5 separate regions of the Mus musculus genome follow, and all the other regions are linked to region 1. Evidence: chromatin contacts called from public promoter capture Hi-C data. All regions are on one chromosome and are shown on one strand. Each heading gives the region's core, a stretch centred on a gene start, on an enhancer-like site or on the middle of the called end of the contact. The rest is flanking DNA. Distances are from core to core; before and after follow the strand shown.

Evidence for each region. Promoter capture Hi-C pulls out the DNA fragments that hold promoters and counts their contacts.
Region 2: a contact with region 1 is called in a promoter capture Hi-C map of pre-B cells, with 5 times the contacts expected there. The contact joins the promoter of Dpy30 here to the promoter of Fam98a in region 1. A contact is called at or near these places in 2 of 39 promoter capture datasets (the HPC-7 cell line and pre-B cells) and 2 of 484 Hi-C or Micro-C datasets (B cells and CD4 T cells).
Region 3: a promoter capture Hi-C map of pre-B cells shows a contact between it and region 1, with 6 times the contacts expected there. The contact joins the promoter of Spast here to the promoter of Fam98a in region 1. A contact is called at or near these places in 2 of 39 promoter capture datasets (embryonic stem cells and pre-B cells) and 1 of 115 datasets of contacts at active chromatin or transcription factors (astrocytes).
Region 4: a promoter capture Hi-C map of pre-B cells shows a contact between it and region 1, with 4 times the contacts expected there. The contact joins the promoter of Yipf4 here to the promoter of Fam98a in region 1. A contact is called at or near these places in 3 of 39 promoter capture datasets (hippocampal neurons, liver and pre-B cells), 1 of 484 Hi-C or Micro-C datasets (muscle stem cells) and 1 of 115 datasets of contacts at active chromatin or transcription factors (astrocytes).
Region 5: a promoter capture Hi-C map of pre-B cells shows a contact between it and region 1, with 4 times the contacts expected there. The contact joins the promoter of Birc6 here to the promoter of Fam98a in region 1. A contact is called at or near these places in 1 of 39 promoter capture datasets (pre-B cells), 2 of 484 Hi-C or Micro-C datasets (muscle stem cells and uterus), 1 of 115 datasets of contacts at active chromatin or transcription factors (astrocytes) and 1 of 9 other capture datasets (adipose tissue).

The regions. Positions count from the first base shown.
Region 1 is chr17:75,549,621-75,553,580 of GRCm38.p6, reverse strand. It overlaps Fam98a (family with sequence similarity 98, member A), which reads left to right and starts at 1,635. Exons shown (of 8, transcript NM_133747.2): 1 at 1,635-1,840. The coding sequence starts at 1,788.
Region 2 is chr17:74,314,562-74,318,521 of GRCm38.p6, reverse strand. Dpy30 (dpy-30, histone methyltransferase complex regulatory subunit) reads left to right here and starts at 2,089. Exons shown (of 5, transcript NM_001146223.1): 1 at 2,089-2,177; 2 at 2,406-2,478; 3 at 2,573-2,620. The coding sequence starts at 2,443.
Region 3 is chr17:74,337,209-74,341,168 of GRCm38.p6, reverse strand. It overlaps Spast (spastin), which reads right to left and starts at 2,182. Exons shown (of 17, transcript NM_001162870.1): 1 at 1,724-2,182. The coding sequence starts at 2,132.
Region 4 is chr17:74,487,752-74,491,711 of GRCm38.p6, reverse strand. It overlaps Yipf4 (Yip1 domain family, member 4), which reads right to left and starts at 2,219. Exons shown (of 6, transcript NM_026417.4): 1 at 1,918-2,219. The coding sequence starts at 1,996. It also overlaps the pseudogene Gm6476.
Region 5 is chr17:74,526,432-74,530,391 of GRCm38.p6, reverse strand. Birc6 (baculoviral IAP repeat-containing 6) reads right to left here and starts at 2,097. Exons shown (of 73, transcript NM_007566.3): 1 at 1,591-2,097. The coding sequence starts at 1,924. It overlaps Gm31645 (a long non-coding RNA gene), which reads left to right and starts at 2,192. Exons shown (of 3, transcript XR_385765.4): 1 at 2,192-2,759.

The sequences.
Region 1 (3,960 bases), core at 386-2,885:
TCATCTATATAATGCAAACAATGTTCATACAGCATTATAACCCTATACAATAATATGTTGATGCAAAATACTTTTTTTTCTTGATCCAAATATGAGTGACCATGACCCAGGTACAGACTCAGACTGCCCCACATAACATGTGCCAACACAGAACTGGTTCCACTGTCTGTATAGTTACACAATACCAACTCATAAGTCAAGGGATTATTTCTTCAGATATATTGGTGGGGACAGCAGGTGAGAAGTTTACAGTGATGTGGAGAGAACTTAGCTGTTATCTGATGACACTTGTGGCTTTGAGTAGGCAGAAGCTAATTTGGATGTTTACACATCCCAAAAGTTTTACCTGATAGCCAAAATGAGGTTAGGTCACACAGGATGGGCCAGGGTGGGCTCTTAAGGGGACTAATGACAGTCTGACAGAACCTTGGCTCTGGATTTGCAACTTTTCCCAATCAGGAAATTAGAATCAATGAATACACCTTGAAGAATATTTAACTTTAGGGGAGCTTTCTTGGAGAAGCCAGGTCGCTCATGGGTCAAGAGGATAGTCACTAGAACAGTTAGTGCATAACCTTCTCCCAACCCATGTTACACAAAATAAATAACTAAACCATGAATTACTACTGACAGAGAATGCTTATCCATTAGACATGAAAGTGGAAACTACAAAATAAAACGTAAGAATAAGTTTAAAACCAAATGACTACACAATATAACAACATGGCAATTCATAGATAAATATGATTTTCTAACTACATCATCTCTTTGAAAACGATTTCCTCCTTATTCAACAGTTCTTTCATAATAGAAAGCTACACCCAAGCATGGGTGGCCAAAAGTAATGACAACACTGAGCATGGTAGCAGATGCCTTTAATCTCAGCACTGGGAAGGCAAAGGTAGGTGGAGCTCTGTGAGTTCACAGCCAGCCTGGTCTGCATAGTGAGTTCCAGGCCATCCATGGCTCTATAAAACCCTGTATTAAAAAAAAAAAAAAAAAAGTCAACGGAGACAAAAAGTTGATCCATTGTCTAAACTGCATGTAATCAAATATACCCTATTGTATTCGATATGGAGTTATGCCCTTTCCCGTTAAAACAAAATGCGTGGTGTCTGGGGCAGACTCAAGAGGACAGGGACAAAAAAAAAAAAAAAAACTTTCCCTGGAGAAACTTTCTGAAGCATCCATACTGAGGAAAGCCACTTCTCTAACCGTGGACTCCAGAGGCTACACTGAAGAAAAATCAAATGGCATTTTCCTGGCTTTCATTGTTTTTGACCCGTCTAACCCCGCCCTGGGCTGTGGCTGGGAACGCACAAATTTGCCCTTCTGTGGTGACTCGCAGGTGAAAGGAGGACACGCATCTTCAATACCACAGCTGTCACTCTACAATCCCAGGCTGGATCCTGCTTCTGCTCCTCCCGCGCCTGCCTCGCCCCAAGCTGTGCACATGCGCATTCCAAGAGCTCCGCGCCCCCTGGCTGAGTCTCTGAGTCTCCCAGCCTCGGTGCCACGCCACCTGCCTTCCTGCCCTTCTTAGGGCAGCTAGCTTCACTACCCCATACTGGGCACGCGCACACCCGGCCATTTTTTTTTCCTCGGCCGGTGAGGTGGGGGCAGTGGGCGGAACCAAACTGCTTGCGCACGCTCGGGGCATGCGCAATACGGGGACTGAGGCGCCAGCTGTCGACTTGGAAGTTCCGGGGAAGGAGCGCATGCGCTAGGGTACGCGTTGCCGGCGAGAGGGCAGCCTGACGACTCGGAAATTTGAATACCACAGTAGCATGGAGTGTGACCTCATGGAGACTGACATCTTGGAGTCGTTGGAAGATCTAGGGTAAGACGGCGGGGGCATGAGTTTCTGAAAGTCCACTCTGCTAGAGCCCCGGCAACTCCTCGGGCGCCCGGTCGGAGCCACCTGCCTTGCCACTCCGCACCCGACTCCCGCCGGAGCTTCCCGCTGCTGGCCCAGGGACCCCCGGTGCCACGTCCACACCTACCCTGCCCACTGGGCTCCGACGGCCCTCGTCCTCCCCGGTGCTCCCCTACAGCCCAGCTACCCGCAGCGTGTCTCAGTCATGCGTGTCATTGTCTGGGCTCCGGTTCTCACCACCCCCCCACTCCCCAAGCTTTCTCTTCTTGCCTCCCGTCCTCCCACCCTACCCCCACTTTATGGTTTGCCAAAGTTGTATCTGCTTTCCTACTTGGCCCCAAGATTCCCTACTTCTTTCTTGAGCTTCTACCCCCCACCCTACTTCTCTGTCTCTCTCTCTCTCAAAAAAAAAAAAAAATCATCTTTGCTCAGTCATCTCTGCATGCACCTAGGCTTCCCAAAGCGCACGTCTGGGCGATGCAGCCGGCTGCTCTCAAGCCCGCTCAGCTGTGCACCTAACCTTTCAACCACCTGCTTTGGAAATGACAGTCAGTGACTTCAGACCTCCAGCACAGCCTCGCTGAACTCCAGCATTCCAGGGTCATCCTCACCCACCAAGAATCAGCATATTTGCATCTTGACTCTCAGTCATAGTCTTCAGTGTTTAGGAATTTGGAAATAAGGCTTATTTATCTTGTTTGGTCACCCAGATCAAGGTGCTTAAACTTGAGAACCTAGAGGCTCTTAGGCAAAAAAAAAAAAAAAAAAAAAAAAAAAAAAAAAAAAAAAAAGCCCTGCATGATTAAGTATTTGCCTGCGAATAACTATTTCAGGATAAAATCAGCGTAGAAGAAATGACGCACCGAGGTCCTCCTGCCTCTGGCACCTGAGAGCTATGATTAAAGGAGTGAGCCCCCATGCCCTGCCGATTGTTGTATTTTTAACTATAATCCTTAATCAAAGCTTAACTTTAGGCTTTTCCATGCCATGGAAATTCTTAAGGGACACCTTTCTTTAGGGAAGGACACCTTTGAGGTAGCCAAAGCGCAACCCATGTGACTAGCTTGGTGTCCTAGTAGGTACTGACCATAAAGGAAGCTTACTAACCATCGCTGTGAACATCAGCCGCTGTGGTCATTTCTTTGAATCACATTTTGTGCATAGCCCAGACTTGGCCAACTTAGTTCTTGCAATGGGCCACACGTAAGCCTTATTCTGTGGAACGGGTGCTTTTCAACGGGTGTCTAAAGATGATTCGCTTACTCAGTAAACATTTTTTTTGTGTGTGTGTGTGTGTGTGTGTTTTGTTTTTCGAGACAAGGTTTCTCTGTATAGTCCTGGCTGTCCTGGAACTCACTCTGTAGACCAGGCTGGCCTCGAACTCAGAAATCCGCCTGCCTCTGCCTCCCGAGTGCTGGGATTAAAGGTGTGCGCCACCACACCCGGCCAGTAAACATTTTTTAAGGGACACTTGCTCTGTGCCAGTGTGGGGTTTTCCTCAGGGTATAAGTTCACGTGGAAGCTCTGAGAAGCATACAATGAAAAGCCCCGAGGAGGGTCTCTTCCCTTGAAAAGGTAGTGTTGCAGGAGTAGAACCAGAAGAGTTCTGGGATATTCCGTGCAGGTGAAGATCAGCTGACTGGCTGCAGTGGAAGAGCTTGCTTCCATTACTGTTCCTTTATCCTAATGATGTTTTCTTGTCTGGCTTACTACAACTAATTATCCCTGCAACAATTGCCCTCAAGTAAATAGTTAGGTTGCATTGTAATATAAACCCTAGAGTTTTTAATGAAAGTTTATAATTAATTTTAACTTAGTGTGGTTACATTTAAATATTATTAAAAGTCACCATTAGTTGATTGCTGTGTATTTTTAAACAATTTGCTCAAAAATTACAGTTGAATACTATCTTTTTTTTCAAGACAGGTTTCTCTGTGTAGCCCTGGCTGTGCTGGAACTCACTCTGTAGACCAGGCTGGCCTCTATCTCTGAGATCCATCAGCATCTATCTGCCTCTAGAACAGTAAATGCTATCTTTTATCTCTAACCTAGCACAAGAAGGAAGGTAGCAGCTGCTGGCTGTT
Region 2 (3,960 bases), core at 840-3,339, 1.2 Mb after region 1:
ACACTGACTGGTTCAAATCTTAGCAACCACGTGGTGGCTCACAACTATCTGTAATGAGATCTAATGCCCTCTTCTGGGGTGCCTGAAAACAGCTACAGTGTACTTATATACAATAAATAAATATGTCTTAAAAAATATAAAATAAAAAGGAGACTGGCAGACAGGCAGACAGACTCTCAACAGGCTTAGACTGCTTCAGTAGAGCATTGAGGGCCCCACGTTTTCCTGTGGGATGAAGGCTGTGGGCATTTAGAGGGGCTGGGGACTTGTGTGTGCACCTACACTACATGTTGTACCATTGGGAAGGTACAGCGCTGCTTTGTGGTTTGAAGTCAGGCAGTTTGCTTTTGATACCAGGCATACTGAATGGTCAGGCTGGGGCCCAACAATTCTTTATTGCCCAGCAGAGCTTAGTTTCTCAAAACCCAAAGCTATTACTTAACATCTATAACTTGTAGGTAGGAAGCAGATTGTACATTTTAAGGTTTATTTTTAGTTATGTATTCGTATATATACCACATTTCTGTGTAAGTGCAAGTGAGTTCAAGTGCTCACAGAGGCCAGAAGACGGTGTCAGATCTCGGGAGTTCTGGGTGGTTGTTGGACTTCTGGTGTGTGCCTGGGAACTGAACTCTGGAAGAGCAGTAAGTTTTTGTTTTTGTTTTTGTTTTTAAAGTGACTAAACCATCTCTTTTCTCACCACCACACCAAGCACAAAAGCTCTTTTCAAGTACATTAGGTGTGTGGGTTGTAGGAAAGTCTGGAAATCTTAGCTATAATCATTGTAGGGACAGCTGAAGGCTTCTTCTTCTTCTTCTTCTTCTTCTTCTTCTTCTTCTTCTTCTTCTTTTCTTCTTCTCCCCCTCCCCCTCTCCTTCTTTTTCTTGAGACAGGGTTTCTCTGTGTATCCCTGGCTGTCCTGGAACTCACTCTGTAGACCAGGCTGGCCTCTAACTCAGAAATCCACCTGCCTCTGCCTCCCAAATGCTGGGATTAAAGGCATGCAGCACCACTGCCCTGCCAACTGAAGGCTTTTTGGAAACATTTTGGTGTTAGCTAGGAGTCTGAACATTCCAAGAAACTCACTAGTAAGAAGTATTAGTAAAGAAGTTAGGTCCCTGACAGAGGTGGGTATTAAAGGCTATTTAGGGAGCTAACTAGGTTCAAGACAACTAACTAGTGTCTCTAGATTTGCAGCATTCCAACCTCTCCATACCCTTGAAATCCTAATCCATCAACAGTTACAATAATTACAGGAAAGCAGGCTCTCCTGGAACTCCCGTTCAGGAAGCTCTGGCTGGCGTTTGACCCTCTTTACCTCAGTCAGCCAAATGCTGGGATTTCAGACACCTGGCTTTAAAATGTAAAAACAAGCAAACACAACCCAGGTTGGAATCCATAATACTACAGTCTGGAAAGCCATTTCTTCTGTAGAAATTGAACCAAGATCCTTGGTTATCCCAGGAAAGCGCTCGACCATGAGCTGAACTCCTTATCCCTGGAAAGTAATTAAAAAAAAAAAAAAAAACTAATCTAGACATAAATGTAGAATAGTGTGAACGTGGTATCCTCATAGACTGCAGGGCTTGAATAAAAGCCGCCCAAGAATTCCCAAACACTCCTCCTTGTTTCCCTTTGGCCTTAAAAAAATTATATATGTGTGTATGTATACGTATATATGCGTGTTTTGCCTGAATGTGCGCGGAGCACACGCGTGCCTCGTGCCTGCGTAGATAAAAAGAGAGAGTCAGCTCCCCGGAACCGGAGTTAGGGATAGTTGTGAGCCACCATGTGGGCGGTGGAGACCAAACCTAAGTCGCCTGTAAGATTAGCCAAGTAATCAACCGCTGGATGCCCTCTAGCCCCTAGTAAAGCCTGAGCAAGAATCGCTCAGCAAGTGAGTGGCCTCGGTTCCTCGGGGACCGTCACTTCCAGGTGCCACGAAGGACTGTCTAAAGGAGAAAGATCTACGGCAGGGTGGAGCCGGCAGGTGGCCAGGCACCCCGCGCACCGCAGAGGCGTAGGCCCACTTAGGCGGGCTCGGGCACTTCTGCCCGCGGGGCCGCTCTGCGCAGGCGCGGCGGCAGCGCGACGTCCCTCACTTACGGCCGAAGCGGTTCGCGCTGTGAGTCGGTGGCGCCGTGCAGGGCACTTAGGAACCGACAGCCTTGGCGCGGGTAATCAGCTTCCCTGTCCTCCTCCTCCCACCGCTACATCCTTGGGACGACCTCCGAGCCTCGCGATGCGACGAGGACGGCCAGTCGGTGGCCCGACCCAGCCCGCGCGTCTGCTGCCCGCGGGGGTGAGGGGCGGGGTCCCGGGCTGGGCTGCACCGCACCGGGTCCTGGCGTCTTCCACTTGAAATCTCCCGGGTAACTAACTCGCGGCTCTTCTTGTTTTGCAAGACTGGTATCCGGTTGATTGCGGTTTGCAGGGTCCGCCATGGAGTCGGAGCAGATGCTGGAGGGACAGACACAGGTACCAGGAGGCCCTGGGTTCAGGGTGGCGGTGTGCGGGGAGGCAGCGCGGGACGGGCGGATGTCTCTCTCTGTGACTGTATTTTGTTTTCTAGGTTGCAGAAAACCCTCACTCTGAGTACGGGCTCACAGACAGCGTTGAGGTAACTCGCTCAGTTTCTCTGCCGCATGCATCTATGGGTCTCTTGAGAGCTGGAGAAAACTTAGGATCGGTTTACTAGGCTACTCTGCACGAGGGAACTCTTTGCTGCCGCGATCTCTCCGTAGTATCAGATTATAAGTGGCTTCTTTTTACTAGCATGCTAATACTTGGCTAAAAATAAAGGTACTTTGTAAATGAAAGATTAGATGATCCCGGAACCAGAGCTGGGAAGGTTTGGTTAGGAAAATGGAGGCTTCCCGGAGAAAATTTGTGTGTGAATGGGAGACTCGAGGGATTAAGTTCTGGTTTAAAAAAAAAAAAAAAAAAAAAAGGGCAGGACCACGTTTCCAAGAAGTTGTACAAACAGGTGTTAGAATTTATTCAACACTTTGCTGTTTGTGAGATATATACCAGGCTAATTTGAATGTATCTTCAGCTCCAGAATGCTTAAAGTTGAGTAACTTGTTCAAGGTCAGCGGAAAGTAAGCTTAGACATGTTTTCTTTTTTATTTTATTATTATTATTATTATTATTACTTGTGGGTGTGTGCGCGCATGCACACGCTCGCTCATGCATGTGCACTAGTGTGTGGAGATCAGAGGGCACCCTTACAGAGTAGGTTTTTTGCTTCCACCCTTAGGTGGGTTCTGGAGATGGAACTCAGGTTAGATGTGGGGGTAGCAAGCTCCTTACACACTGAGCAGTCCTGCCTGACCTAGAACTGACTCTTACAAAAGGATTGCATTGTATTTATATTTGTGTGATCTCTCTCTGTCTCTCTTTGCTTCTCTCTGTCTCTTTTTCTGTCTCTCTCTCCCTCCCTCCCTCCTCTCTGTGTTTGTGTGTTTATATGTATGTATATATATTTTTTTATTTTTTCTATTTTTTTCCCCCTGAGATAGGGTGTCATTAGCTCTGGCTGTCCTGGAACTCACTATGTAGATCATGCTGGCCTTGAATTTACCGAGATTCACCAGCCTCCACCTCTTGGTGTTGGGAGTAAAGGTGTGTGCACCGAACCCGGTTTATATATTTCTTTTTACTGCTTTATGGGTGTTCTGCCTGGGTATATATGTACATCAGAAGGCCGGAACTTGAGCTACAGACAGTTGTGAGCTACCATGTATGCTGGGGATTGAATGAGGATCTCTCTCTCTCTCTCTCTCTCTCTCTCTCTCTCTTTCTCTTTCTCTCTCTCTCTCTCTGAGACAGGGTTTTTCTATGTAGCCCTGGATGTCCTAGAACTTACTCTGTAGACCAGGCTGACTTCAAGCACTCTCCTGCTGCTATACTGGTGTTCTTAACCACACACACACCCCCTCCCCCAACTCCAGCTTTGGC
Region 3 (3,960 bases), core at 933-3,432, 1.2 Mb after region 1:
TAGCCGAAAGGCTGACAGACTTCAAATGTGAACTCTTTTTCAATTATGGAATTAAAACTAGGCGACAAAATTTTCTCATATGCTAAGGGGAAAAACTTTAGGCTAGAAGAGAACCATGAAAATATAGATTCCATTTACTTTTTGCTTTGTTTTGAAATGAGGTCTTGCTATGTCGCCTACGGCAGCAGTCTTCACTGTCCCGAGGGCTAAGGTTACAGCTTGTCTTTGCCACTACTCCCCACCCCAGCTTTATTTCTGTACTTTTTTTTTTTTAGTTTTTCAAGACAGGCTTTCTCTGTGTAGCCCTGGCTGTCCTGGAACGCTCTGTAGACTAGGCTGCCCTCAAACTCACAGAGCTCCGCCTGCCTCTGCCTCCTGAGTGCTGGGATTAAAAGCGCGCTCCGCCACCACCACTGACTCCAGCTTTATTTCTTTTGTAACAGAAAATGGATGTAACTAATTTTTTAAATGCTTGTTTGTTAGCTTTGTTTCCAAGACACTAAGAAGGAAACCCAAGCTCTGAAGCCTCCTAGCACACAGTATCACTGAACTACATCCACAAACCCCTAAGGGATCTGGGCTCATCTCAGGGATGAAAGGAGGACTGCCTTCTCCATCCTCCCCAAGTGATCACTCTATGCTCCCAAAAAGTACTGAAGAGCTAAGCACAAAAAGCTTGCTCTCACAAGCACAAACTACTCTTCTCCTGTGTCTGCTACTGTGGGTGACAATAAGAGACATAAGGCTTTCTAAACCCCACTTAGCATTTCCCACACAAGTTTTCAATTAACGATTAGCATAGATTTGGGGTCACCTGTTTCCATCTTGTAAGTAGTAATTTCATCTGTAAAAGACCTGTACTGATAGTACTCTGACCTCAGAATTATTGTGAGGATCAAAGACACATGCAAAATGAATTGACAATGCCTGCCACACAGAAAGGCGAAGAAAAGATGTTGCTTGAAGGAAACCTGAAGTATGCAGTATTCCTGCCTTCACTGCGAGGCAGGAGCGTTTGTTTTATCTTCTATGGTAGAATGATATATGCCTGTTTACCCAACTCATTCATTTAATATTTTTAACATTAAAATTTAGAAACTCGAGAGTGCCTTGGAATAAAATAAAAATAACAAAATAGTAAAAACTAAAGCAACTAGCGGTTGAAATACAGCTCAATAAAAAAGAAATCTTCAAGACTCACTATATTGGTAAAAATAATTCATGAAACTTCAGAATATGGCAAATCCGGCTCTAAGTATAAGGAGCTACTACTCCTTTCAAATCCAAGTCAACCCCCCCCTTTTTTTTTTCCTCTCCAAACACTACAGAACCCTTCTCAATGAAGTTTATACACAGCTGTTTCGATACCAAAACCTTTTGGAAGCCCAGCTCAGAGAAAGCAACACTGTTTACAGTGTTAGAAAGAATCCCGTGTGGTCGGTCACTCTAGGCCAACTGTCACTGTCACCAGCACGCCTGGGTGTCTCACGGGGACTTGGGTCATGCACAAGTGTGGGGGTGCTGAAACAAAGTCGAGTCAGGGCGCCCTGAAAGGGGTGAGGATCAACTAACTAGGCGTCGCACAGCAGGATCTGGCCTGTGGGGACTCGGACTCCCGAGGCAGATCAACTCCGGGGGTGCAGGAAAGGGACGCAAGTGGCGTCCTCCCAGGGCCGCCCGCCCCGGCCAGCCCGCCGGCCTCCCTCCAGCCCCCCAGTAGTACCTTTCTCTTCCTCGTCGATGCGCAGGGCAATGGAGATGTACTCGAAGGCCTGCTTGTGGAAGACGCGGACGCTCTCGGCCTCGCCACCCGGTCCGGGCTCTGGGGGCGAGGGCGAGGCGGGCGCCGGCGCGGTCCCGGAGCTCCTCTTGGCGGCCATGAGGGCGCGGGAGAAGCGCTGGCAGAGCCACGCGAAGAGGAGCCCCAGGTGGCAGGCCAGCAGGCGCAGCAGGGCGAAGCCGACGACCAGCGGGGACGAGAAAGAAGACGGGTTCCGCTTAGGCGGCGAGCCGGCCGCAGGGGCCGGGCCGGCGGCAGGGGCGGGGACCGCGGCGGGGGGCGGAGGCCTGGCGGGCGCCGGGCTCGCGCCGCCCGAGCCTTTCTTCTTCCGTCGTCCGGCCGGAGAACTCATTCACAGCTCCCACTGCCGCCGCCGCCATAACCCGCTTCCCGCAGACCGACGGCGACCAAGCGGCGGCGGCGGCGGCCACTGCCACTGCGGCGGCGGGGGCCCACGGAGCCGCTCGCGCGCCAGCCGGAGCCCGGGAGCCTGGCACCTGCACGCGCCGCTCGCCGGCCCCGCCCCTCGCTCCTCAGCTGCCCAGGAGCACAACCCCGTCTCCTCCTCCTCCTCCTCCTCCTCCCGCCGCGGCCGGTGGCTCCTGCCCCTCCTTTCCTTCTGTCCCCTGGGCCGCTGGCACCTCGCTGCGGCGGCCGGGCACGCGCACGTCCTCGGTGAATGGCTCTGGTGCGCGCGCGTACGCCGCCGTCTTTGTTGACCTGGGAGCTTGTGCGCATGTGCGGCATCCTCCTACCCCCCACGCCCCTGCTATGCCCCTTTCTCTGGGAACCTCAGTTCTGTAGGCGCGGTTCGGCTTGCGATGGTCCCAGGGGTTCGTCGCTCCGCAGGTTCTTCGACTTTTGAAGAATCGGAATAGGGAGCTTTGATAATAAATTTTTAAATGGGGGTTAACAGCGTTTGAGTGGCTTTACTAGTGCTCAGGTCTGCTGTCTCGCAGTGCGGTTGTTTGCCTTTGTGTGAGATGCTGACCTCCAACTCCTCTTGTAGCTGAGGAAGGAGGCCTTCAACTCCTGATCTTTCTGCCTCCGTCTCCCCAAAACTAGGATTACAGGTGTGCATCATCACTCCTATTGCTTTATATATCTTTGTTTTCTGCTGGTTGAGCCAATAGGTCTTTTGCAAAGGATGGCTGATCTGAGTTTCGTATCAGAGGCAGTGTGTAGCAATTTGGGTATGTTAGCTGAGAGGGAAACAAGTTGCAGAGACAAAGTTCAAGACATCCTAAAGGGAAAACTTTATTACCACGAGGACCACGAACCCTACTTTCAACTAACCTATTACACGTTTGTGTTATCTCAGGATTAGTTATGTGAATGCAGTCATTCTTGGGTTTTGCCTAGTTACCATACTTGGTAGAATCCATACTATCTGTGTGTGCACGTGGATGTGTGTATATGTCTTCACCATTTCTTCCTTTGGTAGACTATCTATCTACTCAATATTTCCCATATTCTAATGATCAGCAGTTGTTCTACAGATCCTGGATCACATAGAGGAAAACAAACCGTGGGCCAGTCAGACTCCTGCGAACTGGCATCTGGAAATAGAAGTTAGTTGAAATCAAAAGCTCTAAGAGCCAGTCGATGCCATCTGTATTCCCAGAGTTTTTGGATTCCTAGACTATATTGCCTATCCAATAAACTATTCAGTCTTTCCTCTTTCTCCCTCCCTCGCCCATCCCCCTCCCCTCATCCCTGTCTTTAAAAACAAACAAACAAAACCACCCCCTCTCATTTCAGTTTGCCACAATTATTTCTTGTTGCCTAAATGAGTGACTACTAACACAAAGTCTCTATTGTTTCCAGTGTGAGGCATACAGATCCCCTGTGAGCGCATAGGAGAATCCCTGCATTCTGCTGAAACTATATTCCCTACCAATATAAATATCATAGATTGCTGCAAAATTTACGTCCATTGTTTCCCACTGCTGCCTGCCTTCTTTTCTGCTTCGATCCTGATTATATTTTTCACATTCTGAAATGTTTTCTGTCTTTCAAATTTGTATTCCTTTCAATTCCTTTTATCCAGTAAGCTCTGATTCTCTTTTGAACCATATAGTAGTGGTTGTGTGAAATCAATCATGTCGTGTGTGTGTGTGTGTGTGTGTGTGTGTGTGTGTGTGAAATAAAAAGGATGTACATAAATATATATGAATACA
Region 4 (3,960 bases), core at 970-3,469, 1.1 Mb after region 1:
AAGTCATACTTTTTATAGCATATATCATCCCACTGAAATTTTTATCCTGTTCTCACCAGTCCATTATCTGATAGGAAACATCTTGTAATATCATCTCCATAAAATTTTCCTGATTTTGTTGCTGTTTTGTCTGAGACAAGGTCTCACTTTAGTCCAGGCTGGTCTTTAACTGCTGTTAGTCCCCCTGTCGCAGCCTCCCAAGAGAAAGGATTACAGATGTGATCCACCTTGCCTGGCTGTCTCTGATATAGTTAGGAATTATTTTTTTCTTCTCTTTTAATCTTTTATGAAATTCTAAGCCAGAGCTTCTAAAAATATTAATGTGTTTATGAATTACCCAGGGACCCTGATAACATATAAATCCACATTAAGGGAGATTATATCTAGATATGTGCCAGGTAATGTTAATTCTGCTGGCCTGCAAACATAAACCAGATACGACATTATCTATTTGTCTGACATAAACTATGGACATCTAGTTATTCCGGAGGCTGAGGAAAGAGAGCATGTTCAGGGCAATATTAGGTCACATGCTGAGTTCAAGGCCAGCCTGAGTAACTTAGTGTGACTGTCTCAGACTAAAATTTAAAATCGGGGCTGAGCTGTATGAGGTAGTATATGCCTTTAATCCCTGAAGTAGGGAGACAGAGGTTACCTTGTCTACATAAAGTTCTAAGCCAAACAGAGTTACATGGTGAGACCCTGTCTCATTTTTAAAAAATGAAAAAAAAAATACAAAAACCAAAGAAAGAGTTAAAAAAAAAAACTAAGAAAGAAACAAATCATATTTATAGAAATCAGATTTCTAGCCGGGCATGGTGGCGCACGCCTTTGATCCCAGCACTCGGGAGGCAGAGGCAGGTGGATCTCTGAGTTCGAGGCCAGCCTGGTCTACAAAGTGAGTTCCAGGACAGCCAGGGCTACACAGAGAAACCCTGTCTCGAAAAGACAAAAAAAAAAAAAAAGAAAGAAAGAAATCAGATTTCTGAGAAAACTCACGTTCATCTTTAAACTGAAATTTCTTTTCTACTTTGTTGAGACAGGGTTTCAGTATGTAACCCCGGCAGGCAGAGAACTTGATAACTGTGTAGTCTAAGCTGGCCTTTAATTCAGGTATCTCTCTGCCTCTGCTTTTCAAGTGCTGGGGTCGAAGGGGTTCATCACCAGGTATTTCCATGTCTATATCGAAATCAACTTGTTTTTTCATATTGGGCAGTCAAAAATCTGGTCCCTGGTAAGTAAATAAGATTAAATAAAAGCAAAATCCAAAACCAGGTTACAAGGAGTTGAACTAATGAGGGGTGGGGGAAATTTCCCACAGTAGAAACGTTTTTTGTTTTTTTTTTTTCTCCCTGTTTTTGTTGTTGTTTGTTTTGTTTTAAGCAAGCACAGTCGCTTGCTCCAAACAGTACAAGCCAAGTCTATAGACACTGTTGGGAACACTAAGTTGAATTCCTCAAGTTTCAAATGCTCCTGAATACAGTTTTTTGAACACTGGGACCAAACACTACAAACTGTGTGGACCCAGGGATCTGGGCAAGAAATCAAGTTCAATTAAAAATAAATAAATAAAAGCACGTCTCCTTTCAAGTAAGTTTTCCATAACCTGCCAAAAGTCACCTCAGTCGGGAAGGTTTTCCTATTAATAGCAGAGCCACACAGCCCCACTTTGTTCTCCCTTAGATCCCTCACTCTTTTGAGTAACTGCGGAGCGGAGTTCAGAAAGAACTCCTTCCACCAGATCGGCGGGTTCCCTGGTGAACCAGGACACCCGGGGACCCCAGCCCGCAGCGCCGGCGCCCCGCACCCTGCCTCGTCCCCAGAGGCCTCCGGGAAGGCCCAGGGAGCACAGGGGCGGAGTCCCCCAGCTCTGCCAACCCCCCGCCCCGGAGCCCCGGAGGTCAGCCTCGGCCTCACCTTCCGCGTCCGCCGAAGACACAAAGGTGAAGTCCCCGTTGGCAGGCGCATAGGCCGGGGGCGGGCCCGGAGGCTGCATCCCGCCGGCCTCGGTGCTGACGAGCGGCTGGGCCCGGGGCTCCGGGACGACCTGCTAAGGGGCGGCCTGCGAGCCAGGAGGCGCGGGCTCGGCCGAGGGAGGGGACGCGCGAGCTAAGCGCAGCCTCTGGCTGCCGACCAGGTCGCACCCGAGGCCAGCCGGTGGCGAGCACCCAAGCACCACGACGCCGGGGCCCTGACAGGACCATAACAGTGACAGCGCCGCCGGGATTGGCTGTTTGTAATCTGCTCGACTATTGGCTCCCGCGAGAAGATTCTGATTGGCTGTTTCTGTGTTGATTCCGGAAACCACTCCAACACCGGAAGTGGCCTCTGAAATCTCTGTTCCGCCCTCATCAGCTGTTTACTTAAATAATTCTGTCTACCTTTTTCCCTGTTTGAGTTTTTATAAACATATCTTCTTCGTTGTTGTTTAACACAATTTGAGAGCTTAGTCGTTTGATGGCTCACGCTTGTAATTCCCGGAACTCCTAGAGAGGCCGAGGCAGCATTGGCAAAAAAGTGAGGCCCTTTTTTTTTCAAAGGAAAAAAAAAAAAACAACACACACACACACACACAACACACACACAAACTACTTAAGTTTTAGGACTTCAACCCCTCATTTCCGACCACAAGATTCTGCCACAATAATTCTATATATTAATTATATAGGATGTTTACGAAATTATGTGTCGTGACAAAGCTTAGTCTCCTTATCAACAAAATTAAGAGGCCGGAGAATGGTCATTGTAAAGCTGTAAATTTCCACCTACGGTTTAAGTACTCTGGCCAAATTAATTTATGAAGAAGGCAGCAGTCCAGAAAGGATAAATTAGGGCAAAGAAGCCCTTGCTTTTTGCCTGCTGCTGATTTCATCTGTTCCCTAATAAACTACCCAAAGTTTGCAAATTCACCTACGTTTTTATTATTTCTTTAAGATTAATTTATTTATTTTATACAAGAGTACACCACCATTGCTCTCTTCAGACACACAGGAAGAGGGCATTGGATCCCGTGACAGATGGTTGTGAGCCACCATGTGATTGCTGGGAATTGAACTCAGGACCTCTGAAAGAGTATTCGGTGCTCTTAACCACTGAGCCATCTCTCCAGCCCGGTTTTTATTTTTAAAGGCTATGCGTGTGTGCTTGAGGGTATGTGTGTGTGCAGATGCCTGCAGAAGGCACAAGAGGGCTTCAGATCCTTCAGAACTGCGGTTCCTGCAGACACCCAATGCGGGTTCTGGGAACCCAAACTCAAGTCTCTACAAGAGAGCAAGAGCTCTTAACCTCTAAACCAACTTCCTAGTTACTCGTCTATGTTTATAATCTTAAATTTTGCTTTTCATTTTTCTAAACTTCTGTATATGTGTGTATGTTGGTAAACCGAGTGCCACCCACATTCCTTAGCCTGGTACTCCCCTAGCCCAGCTTTGTTAACAGCGACAGCAGCCATGTCATCACCAGCGGCCAAATTCAATTTATTTCCACTGTTACCACAGGTGGAGTAGTCTTCCTGTGTACATGTGCCATACCATTTATATAGGCCAAGCCTTCACAGCTTGCCACTGTGCATCAGAGGCAGCCTTTTGTATAACTACCCTCCAATACATCTCTCCAGTGAGGGGTTTTTTTTTTTTTTTTTTTTTTTTTAAGATTCAAGGTCATTATTTATTTGTTCCTCTTAAAGACTCATTTTTGACTGGACTCAGACTTAGAAGTAGAAGCTCTCAGAGAGGACAGCCTACGTCTCTTGGCAATCTGTTCCTGGCGCTTTTCTTTGGCTTCCTTCATTCTCTTGGCCAAAAGTTTAGCATATTCTGCAGCCTCCTCCTTGTTCTTCTTAGTGCGTTGCTTCTTCAGAGCAATACGTCGGCGTTTGTGTTGCAGGACGCGTGGAGTAACAAGACGCTGAATCTTGGGTGCTTTGGTCCTGGGCTTCTTACCTTCTTTGTTTAAGGGCTT
Region 5 (3,960 bases), core at 848-3,347, 1.0 Mb after region 1:
AGAATAGAGTCAGTGAAATGTAACTCAGGAGCCAGGGGTTTACCCTGTGTATTTGCAATGTTTTTATTTCTTATGGCAAGTAGGGGACTACAGGACCATTATTTTTAATTCCTTTCCATTAAAGAGTCACCTGTTCATGAACATCTCCCTCTCAGACACAGCTGACAACCTGTTATGTCCAGTTGCAGTAAGCAAGCATTGCTGCTGCATCTGGACCATCGGTATTGTCATTTACCTAAGCCAAGAAAAGGGAAATTTACAAGCCTACCACCACCAAAAACTTTCTCTTAGGCATCTCTTAAATATATTACAGGTTTACATGCTGTAACTATACATAACCAGTTCTTTCATAAGTCAACAAAAATTAACATCTCTAATTTCATCTTTGTATTCCTATACTGCCATTTAATCTTATGACATTACTCACACAGTAAACTTATTCGTGTATGTCTGTGTAAAATAACACAAGGTGAATTGGTAGAACACATAATTACTTCCATTTGGCTAAGTGCACTTCGATACAATTTATCTCTGTGCATGAGTTTAAAACCCACTAATACATCAAATTCTAAATTTTAACCTTTAACGCCAAAATTAAGACACCATTCATCCACAAATGAAATGTCATCTCAGCAAATAACTTAGCTAGGGCTATCCCAAAACACTCCAGTATGTCCACTGAACGAGCTTTGACCTGGTACATCCTGAAAGTCCAATATGTGAACCAACGTCTCCACCACCCAAGTGCTCTCCTTCCAAGGTGGAGGAGACCCAGACATACTTACAACTACCAATCTCTAGCTCTCTATGCTAAAACAAGTTGAAAGGGCTTGAAGTTCCACCTAATTACAAGGGGCCTAGGCTTCTTGACACTGGAAGGAGGGAGCACTCAGAGCTAGAGGACCGATACTAACCTTTTTTTTTTCTTTTTTTTTTTTTTTTTTTTTTTTGCACTCTGCGAGTCCCATAGTCCAGCAAGCACAGTTCAGGCAGCTGGCCTTCCCTCTCCTACTGACCTCCCCATCCCAGTGCCCACTCCAGCCCGCCCCCTGTGCGAAAGCGCAACCCTCGGAGGTCCCCGCACCTACAGGACCAGACGACAACCGGCGGGCCGCTACTCGCCGGGAAAAGAGGGCAAGACAGCCGGCTTGGACGCTTCCCGCCCCTTGCCTCCGGCCACCCATCTCTCCCGCCACCGCCAAGACTGCCAGCCCTTCCCTCTGGTCCAGCCCGGAGCTAGCCCAAAATCTCGTCCAAGAGGCCAGCGAGGGCCCGGTCCTCACCAGCACCGACCTCCAAGGCCTCCACATCTCTCCCACAGGACCAGGCCGGTTCAGATGCAAAAGGCCCGAAAAGCAACTCGCAGCGCACCCCGCCAAACCGAGTTCCCGTCCCCAAAAGCTGCTGCTTTCCGAGTCCGAAGGTCCTCGGCCGTAGCTTCCGGGCCTCTCCGACCCTCCCGCTCCACGCTGTCCCTCCGAGGCCGATCCCGATCCCGGAGGCTGGGAGGCTTCCTCCACCAGCATCCCCACAACCCGTCTCCGCCCGCGGCCGGCCCAGCCCAGCCCCCGCCCGGCGTGCCGCGCTCACCGCTGAGCGCCGAGGCCTGAAGGGTGGCCCCGGACGTGCCGTCGATGACTTTGATGGTCCCGCGGCTGGTGACGGCCAGGATGGCGTTAAGCGCCGGGTGGTAGGAGAGGCTGTGCAGCCCGTCGGCGTCGCAGCGCATGCAGCCATCCCGCAGCACCAGCCACTCGGAGACCCCGGCCGCCCCCGCCCCTGCCGCCGCCGCCGCGGAGGAGCAGCTCGGGCCCGAGGCCTCCGCAGCCGCAGCCGCCATCTTCCGGCCTGCGCTCAGCACAATCACACTGGGAAGCCGCTCAGTGACAGTCCCGGGAGGTGCAGCACCACAGCCAGTCACCATCCGGGGCCAGGGGGCAAAGCGGAGCGCGTTAGCCGGAAGTGAAGTCAAGCGCCTGCACGCACAGGGAACGTCGCCCGCCAGGCCGGCCAGGCCAAGCGAGCTCGCAGGCTGGCGGGGGAGGGGAGAGAGGGCCGCACCAAAGGAGGGGCCGGAGCCCAGGGGGTGGAGCATGCGCGGGAGTGCCGATCTAGCCAGAGCAGAGGGAAGCTAATAAGGAACTTCCGAAGGCACAGAAAAGGCGGGGCAGGGGCGGGACCTGGCCTAGTAAGCATGCGCAGAAGAGCTCCCAGGGCCCGGTAGGCGGGCCTCAGAAGAAGAAGGGGGCGGGGCTGAAACTTTTTTTTTTCAAGCGCGGAGCATGCGTGGTAGGACTAGGCGCGTGCCACGCGCTGCTGCTCCAGCCAGCCCTGCGTCCTCAACGTCCCAGTTTCTTCCTTCGAGCCCCGGGAGTGGTATCGGCGGGAGTTCCGCCCTGCGCGTGGCAGGGAGGGTGGTGCTGGGCCCTGTGCATTTCCGCTAGGCAAACCCGAGCCCGCGCGACTTGTCTGGTACGCCCAGAGGCCCCTTCGTGGCCAGGGCGGCTGATTCCCAGCGGTTCCCAGCACGGGGCAGAGGAGGAGGGCGTTGCGGGGTGGAGGCGAGATCCGGAAGTAGGCCTCTATCATTGCACACTCTGACAAGCCTCTTCATTGGAACTGAACCTGATTTTTTTTTTACGACGCCTGCCCTAGTTTCAGATTTTTTTTACACTTGATCTTAGAAGACTGAGAAGCGATAGTTCCAAATCTTTTAATAAACAGACATGCTCATTAATGAGGTGCTGGACACATTACAGGTCAGCCTAGTGTAGCTCATTGCAAAGGATTTACATGATTTTTGGTGGGGTGTTGTGGATTGCCCTGGGGCTAATTATATTTGATGTCAATTCTGTTCTCCTGTGAGGAGTTGTGAACAAGGAATGAGTCAGCACTTAGGTGATTTCTTGTAAACCTTCCCACCTTAATTTGTAAAATAAAGGAAAGCTGATGATTGGGCAGAGAAAGGGAAAGTGGAGTGGAAAGAAAGGAAGGAGGTTTGAGACAGAGAAGGCAGAGGAGGAGGAAGAAGAAAAGCAGAACAGAAGAACATGGCCTGGAGAAAACGCAAGTTCTAAGTGGTCTCATAGATGTGGAAGATGGTAGTGTAGTGGTTGTAGATCTGCCCAATCTAGGCGCACAGCATGTATTCATACTAATTGTGTCGTGTTTTCATTGCCAGAGCATAATTGGGTTGGAGAGATTTGCTGTAACAGTGGAGTATCCTCCTTCGTTAGATTTGAAAGAACATCTTTCTTAAACTTTATGTTGAAACAGTTACTTGTCAGTCAGTCACTTGTAGTTACAGTGTAGCGGTGCCTGGGTGTGGTCTCGCATACCTAGAATCCCAGTCTGAAACAGTAATGCTAAGAATTCTGGGCAAGCCTGCGCTATTTAACAAGATCCTTTCCAAAAAAAAAAAACTTGAGGCAATAAAAAATTGTTTGGTGCCTGGTGATGGTGGCCCACGCCTTTCATCCCAGCACTTGGAGGCTGTTGCTACCAGAAGCTAGAGGTTGAATTCAGCAGTTGGTTTGGAACCCCATGCTGCTTACACAAGCTTCCCTCTCAAAATACGTCTTTATTTAAAGGACCGAAGTTGTTCAGGCTAGGACTGCCCTATACCACTACTCAAGAAATGAGTATCCTTTTTTTGGTCTTTCGAAACAGGGTTTCTCTGTGTAGCCCTGGCTATCCTGGAACTTACTTTGTAGACCAGGCTGGCTTCAAACTCAGAAATCCGCCTGCCTCTGCCTCCCAAGTGCGCCACCACACCCGGCATGAGTATCCTTCTTTAAACCACCAGCAATTATGTAGAAACTTTAAAGGCTACTATTTGAAACTGTTTTTAAAATCACTTTTGACCAAACTATCCTTTAATCAGACCTCTTCTGGTTAGCATGCCGATACAAATCAAGACACTGTCTTGTTGTTGGTAAGGGAATCCAGAAACTAGAATGC